7 separate regions of the Mus musculus genome follow, and all the other regions are linked to region 5. The links are chromatin contacts, called in public ChIA-PET, HiCAR-type and HiChIP or PLAC-seq maps. All regions are on one chromosome and are shown on one strand. Each heading gives the region's core, a stretch centred on a gene start, on an enhancer-like site or on the middle of the called end of the contact. The rest is flanking DNA. Distances are from core to core; before and after follow the strand shown. Region 1 holds the start of Inava (innate immunity activator). Region 2 holds the start of Rnpep (arginyl aminopeptidase (aminopeptidase B)). Region 3 holds the start of Kif21b (kinesin family member 21B). Region 4 holds the start of Shisa4 (shisa family member 4). Region 5 holds the start of Csrp1 (cysteine and glycine-rich protein 1). Region 6 holds the start of Timm17a (translocase of inner mitochondrial membrane 17a). Region 7 holds the start of Elf3 (E74-like factor 3).

Region 1 (3,282 bases), core at 275-2,774, 510 kb before region 5:
TCCTGCTCCAATCAGCATAGAGTCATCAATATAGTGCACTAGTGTGATATTTTGTAGAAGAGACGGACGATCGAGATACCTTCTAAGTTATGACACAGGGCAAGAGAGTTAATATATCCTTGAAGCAAAACTTGCTGGCCTTGCCAACTGAAATCAAATAGCTTCTAGTGGTCCGTATGGACAGGTACTAAGAAGAAGGTATTTGCTAGATCAATAGCTGCATACCAGGTACCAGAAAATATCTGAATTTGCTCAAGCAAGTACACTGTCTGGTACAGCCGCTGCAGTTGGAGTTGCTAACTGATTTGGTTTCCAATAGTCAACTGTCATTCTCCACAGCCCATCTGTCTTATGCACTGGCCAGATGGGAGAATTAATGGGAGATGCAGTGGGAGCCACCACCCCTGCCTCTTTCAAGTCCTTGATGGTGGCACTGATTTCTAGAGTTCCTCCAGAGATACGATACTGTTTTTGATTCACTATTTTCTTAGGCAGAGGCAACTCTAAAGGCTTCCATTTCAGCTTTTCAAATCATAACAGCCCTCACTCCACAGGTCAGGGAACCCATGTGAGAATTTTGCCAACTTCTAAGTATTGTGTATCTATCCCAATTATACATTTCTGGAACTGGGGAAATGACCACAGGATGAGTTTGGGGACCTACTGTGAGTTGGACATCAGCCAAATCTTCATTAATCACCTGTCCTCCATAAGCCCCTACTTTAACTGGAGGGCCACAGTGTTTCTTGGGATCAGTGTCAATTCAGAACCAGTATACAATAGACTCAGAAAAGTCTGATTGTTCTTTCTTCCAGTGCACAAGTTACTCTTGTAACTGTCTTGTAACTTCCCCTCCCCACCTCTATCTTAAATCCCCTACAGCTCGTAGGTCCTGCTGTGTTCCCTTGCCAAGATGTCTTGTACATCCTGCCTGTCAAAGGTTCCTCTTTAGAGAGCACACTCCTCTGGCCAGGCTTTGGGGACCCTCAGCCTGGTTCAACCTCCACTATCCGTTGGTTTTTGGTCTTCAAACGTATACCAGCTTGATCTGGACTTAAGAACCCTCCTAGTAAAGGAGTCTGAACTTTGAACTGCCATGCTTGGCCCTGGCAAGGACAGTACCAATGTAAACAGAACCAACGGAAAAAGGGGAAAGCGCGAGTTTGAATGAATGGATGGTTTCGTGGGCTCGTCGCAAGCAGCAGGAGGCGCTGCCCAGGAGTGTGTGCCTTGCCGCCAAAGCCGGAGTTCTGCCCGCTGCCCCCAAAAGGGACAGGGCTGGGAACTACGGAGGGGAGGCGACCAGGGTTCGATCGCGCCGCAGTCCCGGCCGCCAGAAAGGATAGGCGAGGAGGGGGAGGGGCGTGCCGTCTCCTTTCATTCTTCCACGCTTGGGTCTCCGGAATGAAAACTGCCCCCAGCCGGGCCAGAGAGAGGGGATGAAAGGCGGCCCCTAGGACCTCTAGTCGAGCCTCGCCCCGCCCAGATTTCAGAAACCGGCCTTGTAGGGGGTGTCACACCACGAGGCTGCGTGAATGCGGGAGACAGGGAGCAGCGTCGCCCCTCGCGCTGTTGCTGCCGCAGGATGCACACTTGGGCTGGCATTGCCCCAACCCAACGTGAGGCCCCGCCCCGTCTCTGGGTTCAGAATCTCGAATCCCTTCTAGCATCTTCCCCTCTCTTCACTGGGCCTTTGGTATGCCCCAGGGGACAGATGTCTTGGGATCTTTAACATTTGGGATGCTGCAAATGCCGAAGTTAAATGAAATACCTCCGGGGAGGGGAGGCCCGGGGGAGCCTTGGGGAGAGGGAAGATGGGCGGGACCAACAGGTCCTGAAGCTGCGCGACCGGCGCGGGGGGCGCGGGGGCAGGCGCGAGGCGCCAGAGCTCGGTGGGACAGGTAAGGCGGAAACTTAGTGAACGGAGCGCGGGAGAACTGGGGGGGGGGGGGGGGGGAAATCGAGCTCCTGAACCTCGGTCTTCATCCTCTGCAGAGGCAGTCTTGCAGGGAAAGGGGGTAATTTTACCAAGGGGTCGAGCATTCCCGAATTTCTACCCCAAAGCTGTTTCCAACGGCCAACCTTTCTCCTTCGACTCACTCCCCCGGCCGGTGGCTCTCCTGGCCAGGTTCCGAGAAGGCAGAAAGCAGGCAAACAAAAGGAGCCGGAGTCCCAGGCCGGCCTAGAAGGAGAGGGCGCGGTGGGGGAGGGGCTGGGGGGGACAGGACAAAGGGGCTTTTTACAGAGAGCCTTAGAGGTTTGATTTCAGGGTGCATCTTCTGTTACCCCTAGTTCTCCACCCTGGCTTAGTTGAGGTGAATACCTTTCCTAGTGGCCAGAGAGGAGTGGAGAAAGAAAACAGATATTCTTCCACCCCTCCTGCCCAGAGAGTCCCCGACTATTTCCCGAGCTCCGCGGCTGGTCATTGATTTGTTAATGCACTAAGTAATTGTGGGAATGCTGGTGGTTGTGCTTTGCTGGGTGCTGTTGGGGTGATGTGGTCAGGTTGAAGGACTTGGTTTTAAAAACTTTGACTCCTAAAGTATCACAGAAACTTCGGGGGCAGCGGAGAGAGCGGAGTATGTTTGGTTACAGGTCTGTGAAAGAGTTTGGACACGAAAGGTTTTGAAGAGATGGCTGTCGTGGAAAGGGCTTGTCTTCCACCTAGATGGGATTCCGGTGCTAGAAAATCTCACTTCCTCGCCTGTCCTCGTAGCCAGTGGCTCTGGGACCTGGGATCAGGGAAAATGGGTGCTGAGTTCCAAGTTAGTTTTAAGCTTCCTCTGGAGAGTGCCCACCTATCCCTTGATGGTGTCTTCCGATAACATCCATCTTGGCAGGAGGACTGTTAGTTAGGTCAGCCTAATTCCAAACCCTAGATTCTAGTGGATTGGGGGGATGCCGAGTTTGGACTTGGTTCAGTGCAAGCAGGTTGGTCTGTAAATCTATTGCTGAGCAACGGATTGATGCCCATCTTCAATGGAAGGCACTGCCAGTGCTGAGTTTCTGCAAAACGAGAGGAAAAAAAAAAGAAGAAGAAGAAAAAAGCTTCATTGCACAGCCTCCTGCAGGAGGCCCGGAGGGTAAGCCTTCCTCCCTGGTAGGTGGGCATCGAAGAGTGAGGAAGCTGCTGATTGGCTCCGGGGCTTGCCTCTTTGCAGGTTGCCTATTTCTTGGGGTGGGCTGTGTGTGTGTGTGTGTGTGTGTGTGTGTATTGGGGGGGTGTTATGTTCTGCTAGAGGGGTTTGGGTTTGTGATATCAGTGACCTGGCTTCTGCTCAA
Region 2 (3,232 bases), core at 214-2,713, 450 kb after region 5:
AAGAGCAGTCAGTGCTCTTAACCACTGAGCCACCTCTCCAGCCCATAGTCCCTATTTCTATAACCTCGAGAACCTTGTCACATTCTGAGCTACCTAAATTGTATGACCTTCTTTCTTCTTTAAGACTGAAAAGTGCCGGGTGTGGTGGCATACACCTTTAATCCTAGCACTCGGGAGGCAGAGGCAGGCAAATTTCTGAGTTCCAGGCCAGCCTGGTCTACAAAGTGAGTTCCAGGACAGCCAGGGCTATACAGAGAAACCCTGTCTCCACAAACCAAAAAAAAAAAAAAAAAAAAAAAAAAAAAGACTGAAAAGTTTCAATCCCTAGGAAATGGCTACACTTAATCTCTTCATTTGTTGCCTCTGCAAGGCACTGTCACAGAAGAGAAACAAAATGTAGCGCTGTGTCCAGCTCAAACTGAGCCACACAAGGAAAATACAAAGAACATGCAATGGGCGACTAAGCATTTCCATGCGTGCAGGGATGAGGGTGTAGCTCAAAGGCAGAGTGCTTGTTTAGGGTACTTAAGGCCCTACATTTGATCTCCAGCATTGATAAACAAATATTATCTAGGAAGGGTGTAATCCCATAACTCCTCAAGCTGATGTAGGATGGCTATTTTGAGACTACCTTGGGCTACATAGTAACACAATAATTTTTTTTAAAGTTGCATGATTTCAATAGCTAGGGAGTTTAACTAGTCTTAATGAACTCATTTAAAAATCTAACTTGAGGGTAGAGAGATGGCCCAGCGGTTGAGAGTCCTTGGCTGCTCTTGTAGAGGACCTGGTTTGGTTCCCAGCATCCAATGACAACTTACAAGGTCTGTAACTCCAGTTCCAGGGGGTCCGACTCTATCTGCAGGCACTAGGCATACGTGCGGGCAGAACACCCATCCATATTTTTTCAAAAGAAAAAATTAAAAATAGAAACAACTAAATTTAAGTTGAGTGGGAACATATAGATATATAACAACCACAAAACGTCTCTGGTCCTGACACAAAAGCGTTAAAGATCTGTGTGCCTGGGGTTGCGGGGGTTTGTGTGTGTGTGTGTGTGTGTGTGTGTGTGTGTGTGTGTGTGTGGCTATTTACTAAGCACGCTAGACATCTTCCTTGACGGAAGAACAGCATTACAACTCCTGTTTTACAATTCATTCAAGATGTCACACATGTCCTAATGACTGGCCTAGTGGAGAGAGTGAGTGAAATTTCAAACCCAGAGCCTTTCAATCCAGGTTCTGGTCCCCTGCATCTTGCAGACTGCTTAGAAGATGGGGAATCCTCAAGGGTGACCTGGAACTAGGGTGACCCACCACACCACCTACTTCGGTCTCAGGGTAGCACAGGAACCTGTGTGAAGCAGGAAGAGGGGTTGTGTGCCACAAGGGAGGGGACAGCCCCAGGGGGTTAGGGGCTGTGGCCGCCCGAATTCCTCGGAGGGCGGGGCGCATGGTGGCGCGTCGCCTCGAGGCGGAGCCTGCCAAGACCCGAGGAGCGACCGACCTTCCTGGCGGGTGAGCAACCGCTCAGGAGCCATGGAGAGCGGCGGACCAGGCAACTACAGCGCGGCCGCCCGGCGGCCACTGCACTCGGCCCAAGCCGTGGACGTGGCCTCGGCCTCCAGCTTCCGCGCCTTCGAGATCCTGCACCTGCACCTGGACCTGCGGGCCGAGTTCGGGCCTCCGGGCCCGGGTCCGGGAAGCCGCGGATTGAGCGGCACGGCGACGCTGGAGCTGCGTTGTTTGCTTCCCGAGGGCGCCTCGGAGCTGCGGCTCGACTCGCACAGCTGCTTGGAGGTGACGGCGGCGACGCTGCGACGGGGACAGCCGGGAGACCAGCAGGCGCCGGCAGAGCCCGTGCCTTTCCACACACAGCCCTTCTCGCACTATGGCCAGGCCCTGTGCGTGGCCTTCCGGCAGCCCTGCGGTGCCGCCGATCGCTTCGAGCTGGAGCTCACCTACCGCGTCGGGGAGGGACCCGGGGTGAGTGCGCGCGGGGCGCCCGGGCCACCGGCCTCTCTCAGCCCCCTTGGCCAGCCTGCTGCTCCTAAGCAGCCCAGAGATGGAGAGCAGGAAATCTGGCTCTGCTTCCGCAGCTTCCGCGGGAGATCCCCGTGCCCCTACTCTCTTCCCCAGAAGCCGGCTTTGGATTCCTGCCCCGTGCTCCCCATTCCTGGGCTCGAACCTCTCCAGCCGGTGCTTTGTTCCTCCTACCCGTCCTTCCTTCCTGCCTTCCTGGTCTCTGTCGGGATTATTTGCCTTAGATTGCCCTGCCTCACCTCTGACACACACGTGCTGGACCGACTTGTCCGCTAGCCTCTGTCTTTTCAGGATGAGAAACTTGCTTCGCAAACTTTGCTTTTTGTTTTGTTTTATAATTCTCCTTGCTGGAGCCTGGACAGTGTTGGTTAATTAGCTGGATGCTGACAGGGTCCTTTCATGTGCTAGCAAGCCCTTTTGGTTGCACAGGTTAAAACAGCCCGAGAAGCATTTTTACTTCCTCCTTTGAAATCCTGCTATTGACTTAAAAGAATCCGAGCAAAAATGGGAATGTGTAATTAGAGTACTCTAGACTTTATAATAATTCAGCCTTCTCAATAACGGTTGGCTCTTAAGTCTTAAGGTTTTCAGAGTTGGATGAATATTGGAAGTTTAGGTAACTATTCATAGCGGACATTTGTAAGAGTGACAGCCTTAGGCTGGGTTACAAGGTTCACCAAAGCTGTTGGCAGACTATTGGAGCTTGCTTATCCAGCTAACAGTTCCCCTTTACTGACCCAAAGAGCACTTGACTTCCTCCTTTGATTGGAGGAATAAGCGAGCCTTGCGATAGAACTTGTTGGGAAACTGAAAGCACCATGGTTTAACCTAGCACCAAAAGCAAAGCCAAGTTCCCGTCGGTGCCTGGGCGGAAGCTGGACATTGGGAAATATCTTTGGTTCCTCTGCTATATTTTGAGTCCTAATTTTCAGTGGGAGCTAGAAATTAAACAGGATTGGAAAATTAAACCCTCCCTAAATTTGCATACTCTAAAGTTGTCAAAGTTAACAACAGAATCTATTTTGAGTTTGTAATCCTCCTGCCTCAGCTTCCTGGGTGCTGGGACTCCTGGCAGTGTGCCATCATGCCTGGCCCGTATCAGGTGCCTAGGTTTAGACGTTCACCGGATGTTGTCAAACATTTAGACAAGTGCCTTGCACATCTTAGGAAACCCTGCTCATTATCCTTCC
Region 3 (3,214 bases), core at 251-2,750, 400 kb before region 5:
GGAAGAGAGAACCTATCTCATCGATTTCTCTCATCTTGTCTATGAGCTTCTTCCCAGGATCCCTGGAATCTGGGTCATCTCTGACCCAGGGGATTTGAACACTTGTCTCAAGGACCTACCCTAGAATTTGACTGCTCCCCTCCCCCACTCTATAAGGCCAGAACCAGAGATGTATGTTCCTCAGTGCATCTGTGAGTTGGTGACCAGCTCACTCACATTGCTACTCTCCCACTATGTTCTTCTTAAAGAGAAGACCACAAAACACAGTCGGGAGAGCTGGTGGGAGGCATCTTCACTCTCTGCAAAGAACAGAGAGTTCAACTTTGTAGCATTTCCTGTCCCTGCACCTGTGTGCCCCTAGGAAAAGAACCCACTAAGTCCCGTCCTCTTTCCTCTTAATGTCTGCCAGATTACTTCTAATACCTACAGATATCGGGAATGGGAATCCAGATAAATCTAGGGGCCCTTCCCCCCTGCTCAGTTTCACCTTTGTGCCTGTGAATGTAGCATTAGGGTCCTGTCACCCCTTTCACCCCTTCTGGATTAGTCCCTCGGATACACCTTTTTCTTCCTCCCTAGCACCATCTCCTCTTGGGGCAGGACCAGCAGGGCTTTCTCCAAAAGCCATTGGCACCCCGTGGAAAGCCAAGGCACCATTCCAACCCTTTCATGGGTCCCACAACCGATCTTTGTCTGTTGTATCCGCTCCCAGGATGGTGAGCTGGATCAAGAGCGTAGAACTGGCTAACTGGGGTAGATGGGGGGAGGGGGGATTCCCTCCTATACCCCAGAATGAGACAGCAGCCTCATGGGGAGGACAAGAGGAAACACACAGACGCTCCGGCCTGGGCCAAAGCTGGGTGTGAAATACCGGATTTCCTTGTTTATTCGATTTTCTGATCATTAAGTGCTCCCAAGAGGGGCCAGAAATTACCACCCAAACAAAGCCACCTTCCATCAGTCCGCTGGGCCGCCGCTCCCCTGCGGCAGCCGGGCCAGCGCGCGTCGGCCCCTCCTCCTGGACTGCAGACTCCAGCTCGAGCGGTGCCCGCGCCCCCCGCCCGAGAACACGCGAGACAAAGCTCGAACCCCTCCTCGCACGCCCCTTCCCCGCCATCGACCCTTACCTGACGGCCACTTTGACGCAGCAGTCGCCCTGGCCAGCCATGGTCCTCCGGCACCAGGGTCTGGGCGCGGATCAGGGGCGGGGGTCCGGGGGCCACTGCTCCAGGCAGCGGCTGCGGCTGCAGAAGGCGGAGGCAGGGACCCTGCTAGCGAAAGCGACCTCGTAGGCTGGAGGTGACATGCTCGCAGGAGGCGGCAGAGGGGCTCAGCCGCGGCCGGCCCCACGGGGCTGGTCCCATGCGTCTCCTCCAGCCATCGCGCGGAGGTGCTGAGCTCGTTGACAGCGGGCAGTGAGACCCGCAGCTCCCTACAGCGCGGCACACGCGCGCGCACACACCTCCCACCCGGACCGCCACCTCCCGCCGCAGCGCGAACAAAGGGGGCGGGGGCCGAGCCACCTCAGGACCCACCCCCAGCCCCTCAGAGCCGCGCAGGGCCCCGCCCCTCCCAGAGGCCGCCAATAGAAGGCCCCAACGAGCAGCAGAGGCGGGACTTGAGCCTTTAAAGAGACCTCTTGGCTCCCGTCCATCGGGTGGCTGGGAGGGGCGGGGTAGGATTGGAGGGCTTGGGAGTGAAAGCGGGAGTGGCATGATGGACTCGTCCCTGGGAAGTTGACCATTCGGGAACCACGGCCCTCGAAGTCATGGTACCTCAGTCTCAGTGGGATCTTCCTTTCCTAAATGAGGAACGGGACTCAAAGAGGAACACCCCAAGGTCATACAGCGAGTCTGTGGCTAGGCATGGGTAAGAACCTGGTCTCTGGGCTGGGCGGTGTGCTGCACCTCAAAGCATCTCATAGAGATGAGCAATTTGCAATTTGAAAGAGTCAGCGAAGTGTCCCTTCTGCATTTATTTCGGTAAATCCGCCAACCTTTATTGAAGGGGATTCTTGTTGATGTGGAAGTAAATTTCCCCACCTCCACTCTGCAACATCTTTAAGCTCATAGTTTGCTTTGATGGCTGACTGGCTCAGGTTCTCCTCACTAAACCAGGGTCCCACTAACCTTTATGACCCACAGGGCCTGGTTCACACTCTTTGTGACAGTGGGGGGGGGGGGCGGGTTGTGTGTGGGGGAGTCGATGTGGGAGGCCAGATCTGCCTGGGAAGTAGTAGGAACAAAGAAGCACTTGACTCCAGATACCTGGGAGAAGCTAGAAGGCAAAGGAGGCCAGCGCTGCCATCAGAAATGTATATAAAGGATTAGCCCAGGAGACTTTTCAACACAGGGCTATGAGAAAGGAGACCAGTAATGTGAAGTCAAGTCCCATTCCAGTTCACCCCTGCACCCTCCCAGCCCCACTCTTCTCCCTGCCCCCCAACAACCAACATTAGGACCATTCACAGGGCCCCTCACCAGCTGCCCTCCCTTCCCAGGCTTCACCCAGCTCCTTCCTCTGGAAAAGGCCCAAGAGGAGGACCCAGCTGCAGCTCAAGATGTGGATGGAGACCTCTGGGGGAGGGGAGGCAGGGGAGTCTGGCTCCAAGCTTCTTGCATCAGCCTCAGATGATGAAACCCTGTGAGACGTCTTGGCTGGGATGTACGTTAGGGTCCTGAGGATCCACTTCTTGGTGCCATCATTCCCCACTCCCCACCCCCATCTGTGACTGCTCCACTCGGGAACCCAGGTGCCTGTTTGGAATAGTTTTAAGGGAAAATGTGAAAGTTAGGTCAGCTCATTCTTCCTACCCTCGTAGCAAACAGGAGGAGAGCCAGAGCCCCAGAGAGGTAGTGGTGATGGTGGTGTGTAAGGGGTCCTGGTGGGATCCTATATATTTTATTAATATTAGCATCTGAAACCCAAAGCCAGTGAATCAAATTCCTTAGAGCAAGAGACAGTGTTGGGAAATTGGGACGCTGCTCCCTGTCTTCTAACAAAAGGAGGATGTGGAGAGCTGAGCGGTGCTTACACGGGGAGGTACTTGGTGCTTTTGTTCTTGTTTGTTCTCCTAACCTTATGAGCCAGGTTCTAGCCTTCTCCCCTACCCCCAATTTTGCAAGTGGGGAAATAGTCTCATAAGCAACACACAGAAGATCTGGACTTCTGCAAGTGGTTCTAGGCGTCCCGATTCCTCTAAGGGATTCCTCTA
Region 4 (3,390 bases), core at 190-2,689, 350 kb after region 5:
TGCTTCCTCTTTAGCTGTCAGAGTATTGAAAGAATGGACTCCAAGAAATGGACCCCAGGAACTTTCCGCTGGGTGAGGAATTGGTGAAGGCCCAGGGGCATACAGAAAAGGCACATATCTCCTGGTGAAAGACTTTACAGTTTGTCAGTAACCTTGCAGGAGCAACTAGGAGCCAAGGCAGTAATGGGCAGGGGAATCACATCTTGCCTGGACCACTTAGTCAAATATCTTACTCTCTATTTAAGCTTTGCCCTTACTTGAGATGGACTAGGATCTTTGTGCCGAGACCCCTCTTGGGGTTAGAAGCACCCTTTCACACAAGGGTTGCCCAAGACCATCAGAAAACAGATATTTACATTACATTCATAACAGTAGCAAAATTACAATTATGAAGTAGCAATGAAAATAATATTATGGTTGGGAGTCACCACAGTTTGAGGAACTGTGTCAAAGGGTTGCCACAGTAGGAAGGCTGAGACCCACAGGACTAGGGCATGGAAAGGAATCACTAGATCTCCATGACCCTCTTTCCAGTGTGGCCATATTGAATACATTTCACTATTAATTTGGTTATTTTAATTGTCTATTGAGGGTAATTGTCTAAACCTGGCTCGTTGGAGCCCCAGGCTCTGACGCTGAGTCCTGCATCAACTCCACACGAGTTGGTAAAGGTACATTGACTTTCTTCTTTGAGACTTTCCACCTGTAACTAACTGTTGACCCTGATAGCTTATGTAGTATTTTTTGCAGGCTTGCTCCATGAAGAAAAAGAGTTTCCACTGTAAAGTGTTTAACTGGCTGTGTCTCAAGTGGCGGCGGCCACCCCTACCGGTGAGGAGTGAGGCTATAGTTGGAGCTGTCCATTCAGAGGGAGAAGGGGCCATCTCAGGAGCCAGTGCAGCTGCCAGGGCCCAGGCCCTGTGGGCACCGATGGGGACAAAGCTTCTCTGAACTTCCTCTCAATGGATGCCTGTTTCTAGGAATGGGGGCAGGGTGACGCTGCCCCATCCTCCCCCTGCAGGACGTCCAAGACTGGACACCAGAGCAGAGGAGGTCCCACACAAGGGAAGGTGCGGCCCTGCCCCTCCAGAGTTGGCCCATGAGCTGTTCATTAGGAGGTGGCACCAGGATCAGTGTTTCTGGGGTCTGGGATAATGATTGGTCTCAGGAGAGAGGCGGGCACAGGGTACTGCCAGGCCTCCCTGACCGCAGTGACCAGCTGTTGGCTGTGCCCTTAAGGGCTCAGACTAAAGGAGTCACCACACTGTTGTGGACAGAGAGAGCAGGGCTGTGTCTTGGGGTGAGGGGTACCAGGCCGGTGCTGAGGCTGGGTGGGCGTCGCTGGTGGGCAGACCCCTGGGCGGGGCCCTGGCAGGGTTACTGCAGGCGGGGCGTTAGTCCCGCCCCAAGAAGGCGGGAGAGGAGCCAGAGCCTGGCCGCGGGCTGGGCGGTGCTGCAGCTCCCGCCGGCCGGCTTCGTCCAGCTTTGTCCTGCGGCCCCTTTTCCAGGCCGTCCTGGCCGCGCCCAGCCCCCTCTCGCCATGCCGCCCGCGGGGCCCCGCGGGACCGCGCCGCTCGCAGCCGTCGTCCTGCTGGTGCTTGGGGCTCCTCTGGGTAAGGGATGGAGAGCGACACGAGATGGGTGGGGTGGGGCGAGATCAGGGAGAGGTGAAAGGGACCAGCCATGTCCTCAGAGGCTATCTTCCGGGTGTCCATGCCCCCCAGATGCTTGCGGTTGTTCCCGGAGCAGGAAAGAAAGGGCGCTGAGAGGTCAGGCAGCGGGAACCTGACCCCCAGGCGCGGGGTTCAGCTTCAGGGAGAAAGGGGCTTCTAGGACTTCTAGCTTAGGGTAGAAACAAAAGTGAGCTTTCAGCTTGTCAAGGCAGTGAGATTGAGGGTGGCTAGAACTGAATTGGACTGGTGTCCACTGGGCACCTCCACCCCTGCCCGCAGCGCTGGCGAGTGAGGACTGCTTGTGGTATCTGGACCGGAATGGCTCCTGGCATCCGGGATTTGACTGCGAGTTCTTCACCTTCTGCTGCGGGACCTGCTACCAGCGGTACTGCTGCAGGGACCTGACCTTACTCATCACCGAGAGACAGCAGAAACACTGCCTGGCCTTCAGGTGGGCTGCGGACTCCCACTCCACCCCCTCTCCGGAGGCCTCCTGCTGGCTCCAGTGCCCACCTCCACATTCTTAACTGCAGGAGTCACCAGGACTCCAAATGGTGACAGAGCTGGGTGGTTGGTGTTAGTTACCATGGGCTTGCCTGGGCTGTTTCCAGGGGCTTTCTGGATCCTGACAGGTCCTGGGAGGGAGTGTGCTGAGTTAACACTAACATTCAAACAGCAGAGTGCCTTGGTAGACGCTCTGGTGAGAGGGCAGGAAGACTTGGGTTTTGTTTCCAGGCTGGTGCACTGTGATCCAGCTAAGGCGCTTGCCCTCTATAGAGTACCGCTACCTTTTAAAATAATATGGAAGTTGCTAGCCCGGCCTGGTGGCTCGCACCTGTAATCCCAGCACTCAGAAGGCTGAGGCGGGAAGATCATCACTAAAGAGTTCCAGACCAGCCTGGGCTACAAAGTGAGACTATCTCAAAAACGATAACACCACCAAATAAATAAATAAATAAATAAATAAACAAACAAATAAGAAAAGAAAAGAAAAGAAAAGAAAAGAAAAGAAAAGAAAAGAAAAGAAAAGAAAAGAAACAGTTGCCAAAATTAAAAGTTTTGCTAATCCTTCCCCCATCCAGCCCAGGGCTAAGGGTAGGCCCTCAAACAGGCCAACATGCTACTTTAAGCTACACTCCCAGCCCCCAAATTAGTGGTTTCAAACTTTTTAAAGGGAGCTGCAAACACATAAAACTGATATAAGGGGATTGCAAGCTCTTGTAAGATTTGATGATAATGGCCCTTCATTATTTCAAAGGCTCCATTGAGGCCAACATACTTTAAACCTAACCAATATAAAAGCAGTGGTAGGTGGGCACACTACAAATCCCAGCATGCCTCATGCCAGCTACCCAGACAGCATGGCCTCCTGGGAAGTAGAGGTCTCTTAGAGCTACTTAACAAGGTGGGCAGAATTAATCCCACAGGGAACCCCAAGACATAGCATGCTGTGGCTCCCTGCTGGCCAAGAGTTGGAGTCAGCTCCGTGAGGAGTTCCTCTTATGAATGTTGGAAGGTGAGAGGACCTGTTTTTTGTCTAAAGTCCCAAGACCATAGCAGGCATCGCCTCTGCTGTAATCCTCTTTGTTGCTGTGGTTGCCACCACCATCTGCTGCTTCCTCTGTTCCTGTTGTTACCTATACCGAAGGCGCCAGCAGCTCCAGAGCACGTTTGAAGGTACGCACAGAGTCAGGCAAGATGAGTCTGAAACGGGCTG
Region 5 (3,319 bases), core at 53-2,552:
GTGAGAGGATCAGAAGGCAGGGAGGAAGCCCTAGGGCCCAGTCCTGAAGGAAATCCCCAACCTAGCTCAGAGACAACTGTACTAACAGCCCCAGTCCTCTGAGCTTCTGCAGGATGCCAGGGTGTGTGTGTGTGTGTGTGTGTGTGTGTGTGTGTGTGTGTGTGTGTGTGTGTGTAATATGTGCTCCAAAAAGTACTGGCCCAGAAGAAAACTGAGCTGTGTCACTTGTTCGAGGTCATCCGTGTATTAAGTGTCAAATCTGAGTCAAAACTCAGTCTGCTTGCCTTTCAGAAACCCTGTCACCAAGATTCCAGAGTCTCATGATAAATGTCCCACCAAAGGCAAGTGAACCGCTTGCATGCAGTGATGGTGTCCCATTACAGTGTCCTGTCAAGGTGGGGAGGCCCGTCCATTCATGCACCACAGGAGGTAAGAAGTGGGTGGGACAAGTGGGTGGGATGGTCCTGACATCAAGTACTTGCTCCCAGTCTAGACCCTTGCTCTGACGGATCACAGCAGCACATGCAGAATAGACCCAGACCTGTGCCACTTGGATGAAACACCTGTCAGATAGATAACAGCTTGTTGGCTGACACTGCAACTCGCTCTCAGGCCCTTTCTACTCCCCTGCTGGCTCTTTGAGATCTCAGTAGTCCTCACCTGCCACCAAGACTTTCTTTTCCATCTGGTTCTTTCAGGAAAAAAGAAAACTCATACCTGCACTCTGGGGCTACCAAGCCAGATGCACACACACACACACACACACACACACACACACACACACACACTCGCGGGCACTTTCTCTCAGGAAAAGAGAGAGAGGAAAGGGGTGGCACGGATGTCCTCATCCCTCAGCTTTACAATGAGTGTCAGTGGCCCACAGAATCGCTGATTGTTCTGTAGGACCTGCAGGCGGTGGGGGGCAGGGTCACCCTGGGTCTAGAGCACGCGAAAGTCAGCTGCCCTGGAAGCCCCGGGATGGGGAGGGACCCAGAGTTTTCAGGAAAGGGAAACACTGCCGAGCTAACTCTAGCCACTTCCCACCACCTCCCTCTTGGGATCACTCTTCCTACAAACTTTTCTTGCAAGCGACAGGGCTGCGACAGGACCGGAAAAACCAATAGGCGCAGGGTGCGACCCAGGCGCTCCGGCAGTTGCGGGGACCCGAGGCGGACCACCCGGGGTAACACTCACCTGGCAGCTGCTGGGAGGCGCACGGGCGACAGCTCTCAGGGAAGCGGTGACTGGCTGCGCCGGAGTGCGCGCCGTTTTGTTTCCCCCTCCGGAAGGCGTTTCCCGCGCCACGCCAACCAGTAGGCTTTGCACACTGCACCACAACAGGGCTGATGTCACGGAGAAGCTGTCCCCTCCCCCATCCAAAACCTAGGGTCGGGAGCCCGGGCGTGGCTGCCGCCCCAGCCGTGACTTCTCTTTGCACCCTATGGCGATCTCTGGGGGCAAATCTTTACACAGAGGTGAGGGATGGGGTTAAGAGGTTCCTGGTCTGCCATGTGGGAAAGCGGAGACCTAACTGTGAGATCAGACTAAAGATAAACTTGGGCCCCCTAGGGAAGAGAGTGAAGGTCCTTAAATTTTCGGGTTCCGATGGCACAATGTTAAGGGGACTAACTTGCACTCCAGAATAAGACAAGCAAGGCCCCACTTCCTGTGACTTACTTCTGCCAGACAGCTGGCTTTAGGTTCATCAGTAAAAGGGCTATGTGCCACCGAGATGTGATGGGGGATGAGATACTATAACACCCGGGAGCACTTAGCCTAGCTGCCCTCCTCCAGGGGCTCTTGTCCCTCTGCTTTCCCCATCTCCCTGCCACCCACAAGAGATCATTCTACCGCTCCTGAGTGGATCTTCCTCTGGGCTAACCTACAGAATGACAAACACAGTCTCAAGCCACTGAAAACTGCCTCTGGGGTGATTAACAATATGTGTTACTGGGCCCACCTGCTCCCAGTCCGCAGAGCAGCCTGTCCAGAAATCCAATCCTAGAGGTGAACTGATGCCCCTGGGACTTAAAACGGAAGGCCCACTTTCTTTCTTTCCTTCTTTTTAATTTATTCCATGTATGTGGATACATTGTCGCTGTCTTTAGACACACCAGAAGAGGGCATCTGGAAGAGCAGTCTGTGCTCTTAACCACTGAGCCATGTCTCCAGCCCAGCCCATTTTCACTATGGGTACAAACAGCTCCAAGCAAGAAGCACAACACTTTCCTTGGGACCTAACGAAGTGAAGAATCTGCAAGGAAAACTATGTTCCTAGTAACAGGGGCTATGGGTGGGAGTGTTAGAGCCTCAAAGGAGGCCCTCTTCTATTTCATAGGATAATTACTGTTATTTGTTGTGTTCTGTAAAGTTGTTTTTGTTTTTATTTTGTTTGAGACAGAGGCTCACTGTGTATCCCTGGCTGGCCTGGAACTCACTATGTAGACCAGAATGGCCTTGAACTCAGAGTTTTCCCTGTGACGTTAAGATTAAAAGAGCTAGTTCCCACCATCATTATTCTTTACTATTACAAGATCAAAAGGACTTGAGGACTGCCGTCATCACTGCAGGTTGGATCATTATTATCATTGCTGGCTGAATTACATTATTCTCACCAAGCACAGGCAGTGTCAGGAACTAAGCCACACTCAAATTGCAGCATGATGTCACATGCTGTGTGGATTTGCCTGTTTGGACCTCTCCTGCCTGCCACACTTTTCGCAGAGGAGATGCGTGCTATGTTCATTGGGGAACAGTCACATGTGTTAGGCGGCCATCTCAAAAGTATCTCTAGGTACAGCTTGCTATCTCCTTCACTCTTCCAGGGCTCAGACCCTCGTGGGCTTCCTTTAAAGCCCTGGGGCTTGATTCTGTGGCACTAGACTTGCAATCCCAGCTCTTCTGGAAGCTGAGACAAGAACACAAGCTCAAGACCTGCCTGAGCTACAGAGCTATTGAAAGGCCAGTCTGTGGACTTAGCGAAGCCTTGACTCAAAACAAAAAGGGCCAGTGAATTGGCTCAGCAAGTAAGGGAGCTTGCTGTGCAAAACCCACAGGAGAAGGAATGAGCCAACTCCCAAAAGTGACCTCCGCTCACACAGCTGGCTTGTGAATGCCTACCTAACCAACTGCTAACACCACGCACACAAGCACACACACACACACACACACACACACACACACACACACACAGAGAGAGAGAGAGAGAGAGAGAGAGAGTGTGTGTGTGTGAATGAATGAATGAATAAAATTCAAATACAAAATCAAAAGTAAGCCGTGGATATAGCTCAGGGGTAGAACACATGCTAGTATGTATACA
Region 6 (3,452 bases), core at 771-3,270, 420 kb after region 5:
CTCCCTTCCTTCCTTTCCTCTTCCCTCCCTCTTTCTCTCTCTTTTTTCTATTTTCTTTTTTTTTCTTTTGCCCAGGATGGCCTGGACCATGCTCTGTAAGTGGGGATGAGTTTGAACGTGAGATCCTCGTCTCCCCATCTCTGCTGGGATTACAGGTGTGTACCGCACCCAGCTTCAGTTCAAAATTTTAGAGACATTTTGTTGCTAGTCTGTAGCTAGAAACATTTTGTTGCTATTCTGTAGCTCTATGGCTGGTTGACTCTTATTTCCAAAAATCTGAGCGGGGCAGTGGTGGTGCACGCCTTTAATCCCAGCACTTGGGAGGCAGAGGCAGGCAGATTTTTGAGTTCAAGGCCAGACTGGTCTACAGAGTAAGTTCCAGGACAGCAAGGGCTACACAGAGAAACCCTGTCTCGAAACACCCCCCCACCCAAAAAAAAGTCTGGAAAATATGTCATTTGTCACTGCAGTCTATTACTTATTACATTGGCTTTCCTATTAAATAAGTACCTATATTTAAAAAAATAATTAAAACATGAGTATTTTGTCTGAATTATCTGTGTATCATAAGTGGGCCTGGTGTCTGCAGAGGCCAGCAGAGGGTGTTAGATCCCCTGAAACTGGAGTAACAGACAATTGTGAGTTGCCATTTGTGCTGGGAATTGAACCCCAGTCCTCTAGAACAGTCAGGCTCTTGATTGCTATGCCATCTGTCTAGCCTCAAATATCTAGCTTTGTTTTGTTGTTGTTGTTGTTTTTTTTTTTGAGACAGGGTTTCTCTGTGTAGCCTTGGCTGTCCTGGAACTCACTCTGTAGACCAGGCTGGCCTCGAACTCAGAAATTTGCCTGCCTCTGCCTCCCAAGTGCTGGGAATAAAGGCGTCCGCCACCACGCCCGGCGTTGTTGTTGTTTTAAGGTGGAATGGAACAAGAACTCCCTTTATAGCTGGCAGTGACTGTGTTTTCCTGATAAGGCTGGTGAAACTTCATACTTTTAGCTTTTTCTTCTTTAACAAGGGAAGTCTGGAGTATCTCAGGATGGCTTTGAACTCTAAATGCAACTGAGGATATAACACTGAACTTCAATATGTGCCACCATAACCGTGTGTGTGTGTGTGTGTGTGTGTGTGTGTGTGTGTGTGTGTGTGTGTATGATGCTGGGGATCTGACTTACCAACTTAAGTATGACTATAGCCCTATTTTCAGTCTCTTTTCTCTGGGCTAAACATATCTCATGCTTTCTGGGTTATCCTTTGTGGGGAGGCATGGAAGAGGATCTGGCACCAACGACCCCCAAAATCAATGGTCTCAAATTGGCCATGGCTCCTGAAATGGTCCAATTGTCTCTATAAGATGAACACTTATTTTCGGGCTGCTAAATTGGCTCAGTGGGTAAAGTACTCGCTGTCAGCCCTGACAATTCCAGTTCTGTAGACTCTCCTTAGACCTCCATGCACCCACCAGATCCCGTACATACATCAATTAATAAAAATAATCTTTATTTTAAAAGTTATCTATTACATTCCAGACATTATGACTATATAGATCTGCTCTAAAAGAGCTACATATATTTATTAAAGATTCACTGTTCACGGCAAATTAAGTAGCACTATTAATAAATACCTGACAGCAAAAGCACTTTTTAAAAAATAGCGGCTGGATAGTGGTGACACACACCTTTAATCCAGCACTCGGGAGGCACAGGCTGGCTGATCTGAGTTTGAAGCCAGACTGGGCTACATAAGCGAGTTCCAGGGCAGAGAAACTCTGTCTCGAAAAAAAGGGCAATCAATGTTTATCCCAGGCCACGGGGCTGATCTGAACTCTGTCACTCAGTACTCCGAACCCCCGAACCTCCACGCCCTGGCCGGGGAGCCTCCACGCTCCGGGTCTACAAGGAGTCCGATTGCCATTGGCTGCGGCAGGAAGAGATGCTCCAATCCCCGTCCAGTAGCACGCCTCCGCCTGGGATCACTTCCGTCGCGGGGATCAATTTCCGCCCAGCGTGCCGTAGACTCTCGCGCGGGTTGGAGCCAAGATGGAGGAATACGCGAGAGAGCCGTGGTGAGTTGCCGCCGCCGCCCTTGTCCCTTAATTACCTCCTCCATCCGCCGTGGTCGGAGTCTGAGGTGCAAGCGGAGCTCCGCGCGGCTCGGCGCCGAGATCTGGGCAGCTGTGGGTAGTGTGGATGAGCGTGACAAAGGTGGCTTTTTAGCGCAGTGTGCCAGGACCCCAGCACCCCTGTGACCTTGTGGTGCATTGGGAGGAGGTCCGGTGCTGGGCTTGGTGGAGCTTTGGAACCTCCTCCCTATGGCAGGTGCTGTCGACTTTGTGCGGGGACAATAATGATCCCTTCTGCCTGCTGAGGCGACCTTGAACACGTCCCTAAGCCTCGCTCTGCTCAGTTTCTGCCTCGACGAAGGGAATGTAGATCTCCGAGTGCCATACCCGAGGCCTTATGCCTATGAGGACTAAGTGTCCCCACGATGAAGCATTTCAAATGAGTAGACCACAAATTTCACCCAACATCCAAGGGGGCTGGATGAGCTCCTTGTAGGCTGAAGCGGCCTTTCCTATGTGGAATTCCCGAAGAAAAAAGATATATCAGTATGTGGAAAATAGGAAGAGATGAGCTGCGTGTGTTCTCTGAAAAGCCATGAATAGACATAAATTCATTAAGTGTTTATTAAGTAAGGGCTGTATGCTTGGCTCAAGGTGTAAACAAGAGTAAATCAGGCATAGCTGTTTGCAGTAAATTAATGTAATAGCTGTCGAGTCTCAACAGTTGTTTGAATAAAGCCTCAGGTGTCACAAGCTAATAGATCTTGGTATTCTGGGTTTTTGTTTGTAATGAGCGTCAGGGTATTATCCTCAAATAGTGTGTCTGCCCAGGATTTTAAATTATTATTTGGTGGCACTCCCAAAAGTATGCTTCAGCCTTCTGTCCTCAGAGGAGGTTATCTCCATGTGTTGGGGTTGGATATGCAGGGTTTAGCTGGACTGTATAAATTGGTACTAGATGCCGTATAATGACACAGATTAGCAGGAGGGGTAATTTTGATACATTTGAGTTTTCCCCAGGTCAGGTGGCACAGGCCTCATGAGGTAGAAGCAGGAGAGCCAGCAAGTTTAAGGACAGCCTGGGCTCCATAGCAAGTTCTAGGGCAGCTGGGGTTAGACCTTGTGTCAGACATATTTTCATCAGAGTGCACTGTGCATGCTGGTAATCTCAGCACTTAGGTTCTAGGCTAGCCCAGGATACATAGCAAGGCCATGTCTTGATGTTTGATAAGTTACTGGACATTCCTTTTTTTTCTTGGTGTGTTCTGAGGCCAGCGCTGTCTGAAACAGTAGATGGTTTAATCATTGTCATAATACTTCTTTGTTGCTTTCTCGGAGTGCTTTAGGATCTATAAATAGAGTGGACAGAGTTTGCGGGGGGTTGGAGTACCA
Region 7 (3,243 bases), core at 32-2,531, 470 kb after region 5:
TAGTTATATTAAAAAGGTTTCTGGTGTTGGTCTGGGTAGTTACCCTTTAACCCATCTCTAGAGCCTGTCTCTTGAGTTTGAGGCCAGCCTGGTATATGTAGCTAGACAAAGTTTCAAAAATGAACAGAATCCTGGGACTAGAACCCATTTGTAGAATGCTTGCATAAGAAGCTCTGGGTTCAATTTCCTGCATCTCCAGAGGGATTTTGTTCTGTAGTTTTAGTTTTTCAAGACAGAGTTTCTCTGTGTAGCCCTGGCTGTCCTGGAACTCACTCTGTAGACAAGGCTGGCCTCGAACTCAGAAATCCTTCTACCTCTACTTCAGGAGTGCTGGGATTAAAGATGTGCGCTGCCCTCCTCCACCCCAATTTGTTTTTGTTTTTTAAGGGCCCCGGTAAACAGTAAATTAACATGTGCATCCTGTTTGTCTTTGTAATGACTCAAATGTTGGGCTTCTGACCACTAGAGGGCAGCAGGCAGATACTAATGGAGTGGGCGGAGAGAAGGGTAATCAGGAGCAGACCAGACTCGCGGATAAACCAAACAGCACCGCCAGCCGACCCTAGGCGAGGAGAGCGCCACAGGCACCAAGGGAAGACTTGAAGTAGTGTCTGATCTCTACCGCTTCAGCAACCATCGCGTTTGGGTGGGCTCCAGACAGGCAAAGTGCCAGCAAATGGTCTCTGTAGCTGACTAGACAGACTATCAGACCCAAACCACCACTGGACCGTGAATGTTGCCCAGTGTGTTGCCTAGCCGCTTTCAGAATCCCAGCTTCTGGGTGTTGTGGAGGAAACCCCTTAGCCTCGGTAACTTTCACCAGGCCCTTCTTGTCTCTAGACCTCTAGACAGTTGGAAGCATCAGTCTTGACCCAGCCACCGGTTCAGATTCCTTGCCTTGCTTTCTCCTCCCCAGTTCAGCCCTGGCCAGGCCCCCAGGAAGAATTTCCAGGGCCAGAGGGCAGCCTAAGGCACAGATGCCCACCCCTGCAATGTTCCCGCCACCTGCCCAGTTCAGTACCCAGGGCCCAACCCCAGAGGGTGCGGAATGACAGATTCTGACAATCATTAAACCAGCCAGGCCTGATTTCCCAGCACCGCCTGCTAGGATCTGGGCCAAGTGGCACGGAATATGCAAATCACCTGGGACAGGGAGCCCAGTCTGAAGGCCAGGAAATCCCCAGCATCCAATGAGCCACCAGCTCAGGTTACAACCGGGGACGTACGCCGAAGACCTGGAGGGGAGGAGCTCCTGCTTTGCTCTATTTAGAGCGGGTGGGGGCAGCGCCCTGGCCACACTCATCACTGCTACCTGCGGAGCCTTCGACCGCTTAGATTTCTTCCCTTCCTGTGGCCTCAGAAGCCTGCTCACCCGCCTGCCACACCGAACCCTGACACACCTCGGTACGGTCACATTCCCTAACTCTGGCTTCAGGAACCGTCCAGTGGATTTACAGTTCTGAACTTAATCACTCAGGCTTGGAGGTTCCTAGCTGGAGTGTTGGGGCTACTGTGGGTGTATTCTGGGACTGGTCAGAGACCAGATCGGTGTCTTGGAGGGACAGGGTGGCTTCTTTGGTTCAGGAGCCCACGTGATTTGTGGAGAGAGCCCCAGAAGAATTTGTATCATGGTCCCACCCGCTTTGAGATTATTTTTATTTTTCGGAGCCGAATTTCCCAGTTTGGCGCCAGCTGGCCTGACCCTTCTAGGCTCAAGAGAGCATCCAACCTCAGCTTCCCCAAGTAGCTGGCTCTTGGTGGTGATGGTGGTGGTGGTGGTGGTGGTGGTGGTGGTGGTGGTGGTGTGTGTGTGTTTGTGTGTGTGTGGTGGAGGGGGGGGGTGTTGAAGAGAGAATGTCTACAGCAACACTGAACTTCCTGCCTCTCGGCTGTTGCTGCCCAGGCTTTGCCAGACAGAAATGGAAGTGTACCCTGACCTGTACCCTCCCCACCTTGTCTCCTCTTCCCAGGGGCCCTCATGGCTGCCACCTGTGAGATCAGCAACGTTTTTAGTAACTACTTCAACGCCATGTACAGCTCAGAAGACCCCACCCTGGCTCCTGCTCCTCCGACTACCTTTGGCACTGAAGACTTGGTGTTGACCCTGAACAACCAACAGATGACACTGGAAGGTCCAGGTGAGTGCTGTGTAAAATCTTTACAGACAGGACACCAATGATCTGAGAGGCTCTTAGATGATAAATGGACAGGGAGGAAGGGTATCCTGGAGTTAGTGGCTGGGGAGGATTTATTCATTCATATGTTTGTGTAGTACTGGGGAAAGAACCCAAACAAGACCTTATTTATGCTAGACTGTGTTCCTAGTCCCGAGAAGACTGTAGTGGCTGAGGTGGTGGGAATATAAGAACTGTGGTGACAGATTAAGGGAGGATGAACTTGAGAACTAGCCATGTTGTGATTGTGGATATGTATCTGTCCCTCTCCGCCCCTCCTCGGGTTGTGTAGGACCTCAGACAAGATCCCAAAGGGACAGGACTGATCCTCTGGCTGTACTCCACCTTGCAGAGAAGGCAAGCTGGACTAGCGAGCGGCCCCAGTTCTGGTCGAAGACCCAGGTTCTGGAGTGGATCAGCTACCAAGTGGAGAAGAACAAGTATGACGCCAGCTCCATCGACTTCTCCCGCTGCGACATGGACGGAGCCACCCTCTGCAGCTGTGCGCTGGAGGAGCTGCGGCTAGTCTTTGGACCTCTGGGAGACCAGCTCCATGCCCAGCTTCGGGACCTCAGTAAGTCTAGGCTGGGAGCCACAGGGCCTAGAGAGTGAGCGAGGTGGCTGGGACTTGGGCAGGAGGGTGCAGCCATCGAGCCCCTGCCGGAACCATGGTCAGTGACGCTCTCCCTCCCTGCCTCCGCCAGCCTCCAACTCTTCTGATGAACTCAGCTGGATCATCGAGCTGCTGGAGAAGGATGGCATGTCCTTCCAAGAGAGCCTAGGCGACTCGGGCCCCTTTGGTGAGAACCCATTTTCTCCCTTTTTCCTCCCTAGCTTGTCTTGTCCCATCTGTAACTCCTCCAGAGTGCTAGAGATATTCTCTCCCAACTTGAAAATAAGTCCATAGTCATTTCTGTGGTCCCTGGAGGGTCGTGCCTGTCCTTGCTGGTATCCTGGGCCTCTCTAAGCTCTTAACTTCTTTTCTCAGATCAGGGAAGTCCTTTTGCCCAGGAACTCCTGGATGATGGCCGCCAGGCCAGTCCCTACTACTGCAGTACCTATGGCCCTG

What was found. ChIA-PET counts read pairs in DNA pulled down with a chosen protein or histone mark. HiCAR-type assays count read pairs that join an accessible place to other places. HiChIP or PLAC-seq counts read pairs in DNA pulled down with a chosen protein or histone mark.
Region 1: an HNF4G HiChIP or PLAC-seq map of pancreatic cancer cells shows a contact between it and region 5. The contact joins the promoter of Inava here to the promoter of Csrp1 in region 5. A contact is called at or near these places in 2 of 115 datasets of contacts at active chromatin or transcription factors (extraembryonic endoderm stem cells and pancreatic cancer cells).
Region 2: a contact with region 5 is called in an RNA polymerase II ChIA-PET map of memory CD8 T cells, with 5 read pairs. The contact joins the promoter of Rnpep here to the promoter of Csrp1 in region 5. A contact is called at or near these places in 2 of 115 datasets of contacts at active chromatin or transcription factors (memory CD8 T cells and pancreatic cancer cells) and 1 of 9 other capture datasets (adipose tissue).
Region 3: a FOXA1 HiChIP or PLAC-seq map of pancreatic cancer cells shows a contact between it and region 5. The contact joins the promoter of Kif21b here to the promoter of Csrp1 in region 5. A contact is called at or near these places in 1 of 39 promoter capture datasets (pre-B cells) and 2 of 115 datasets of contacts at active chromatin or transcription factors (memory CD8 T cells and pancreatic cancer cells).
Region 4: a contact with region 5 is called in a HiCAR-type map of astrocytes, with 5 times the contacts expected there. The contact joins the promoter of Shisa4 here to the promoter of Csrp1 in region 5. A contact is called at or near these places in 6 of 39 promoter capture datasets (the 3T3-L1 cell line, embryonic stem cells, liver and 1 more), 4 of 115 datasets of contacts at active chromatin or transcription factors (astrocytes, embryonic stem cells and pancreatic cancer cells) and 2 of 9 other capture datasets (adipose tissue and liver).
Region 6: an RNA polymerase II ChIA-PET map of memory CD8 T cells shows a contact between it and region 5, with 8 read pairs. The contact joins the promoter of Timm17a here to the promoter of Csrp1 in region 5. A contact is called at or near these places in 3 of 115 datasets of contacts at active chromatin or transcription factors (embryonic stem cells, memory CD8 T cells and pancreatic cancer cells).
Region 7: a contact with region 5 is called in an HNF4G HiChIP or PLAC-seq map of pancreatic cancer cells. The contact joins the promoter of Elf3 here to the promoter of Csrp1 in region 5. A contact is called at or near these places in 2 of 115 datasets of contacts at active chromatin or transcription factors (embryonic stem cells and pancreatic cancer cells).

The regions. Positions count from the first base shown.
Region 1 is chr1:136,232,522-136,235,803 of GRCm38.p6, reverse strand. Inava (innate immunity activator) reads left to right here and starts at 1,524. Exons shown (of 10, transcript NM_028872.3): 1 at 1,524-1,901. The coding sequence starts at 1,699. It also overlaps the pseudogene Gm3878.
Region 2 is chr1:135,282,315-135,285,546 of GRCm38.p6, reverse strand. It overlaps Rnpep (arginyl aminopeptidase (aminopeptidase B)), which reads left to right and starts at 1,463. Exons shown (of 11, transcript NM_145417.3): 1 at 1,463-1,985. The coding sequence starts at 1,539.
Region 3 is chr1:136,129,676-136,132,889 of GRCm38.p6, reverse strand. Kif21b (kinesin family member 21B) reads right to left here and starts at 1,500. Exons shown (of 35, transcript NM_001039472.2): 1 at 1,128-1,500. The coding sequence starts at 1,168. It overlaps Gm15850 (predicted gene 15850), which reads left to right and starts at 1,707. Exons shown (of 3, transcript NR_046170.1): 1 at 1,707-1,869.
Region 4 is chr1:135,373,112-135,376,501 of GRCm38.p6, reverse strand. It overlaps Shisa4 (shisa family member 4), which reads left to right and starts at 1,439. Exons shown (of 5, transcript NM_175259.4): 1 at 1,439-1,613; 2 at 1,953-2,124; 3 at 3,217-3,350. The coding sequence starts at 1,541.
Region 5 is chr1:135,727,150-135,730,468 of GRCm38.p6, reverse strand. Csrp1 (cysteine and glycine-rich protein 1) reads right to left here and starts at 1,302. Exons shown (of 6, transcript NM_007791.6): 1 at 1,195-1,302.
Region 6 is chr1:135,312,305-135,315,756 of GRCm38.p6, reverse strand. Timm17a (translocase of inner mitochondrial membrane 17a) reads left to right here and starts at 2,020. Exons shown (of 6, transcript NM_011590.2): 1 at 2,020-2,063. The coding sequence starts at 2,038.
Region 7 is chr1:135,256,510-135,259,752 of GRCm38.p6, reverse strand. It overlaps Elf3 (E74-like factor 3), which reads left to right and starts at 1,281. Exons shown (of 9, transcript NM_007921.3): 1 at 1,281-1,404; 2 at 1,971-2,138; 3 at 2,527-2,748; 4 at 2,879-2,974; 5 at 3,163-3,243. The coding sequence starts at 1,979.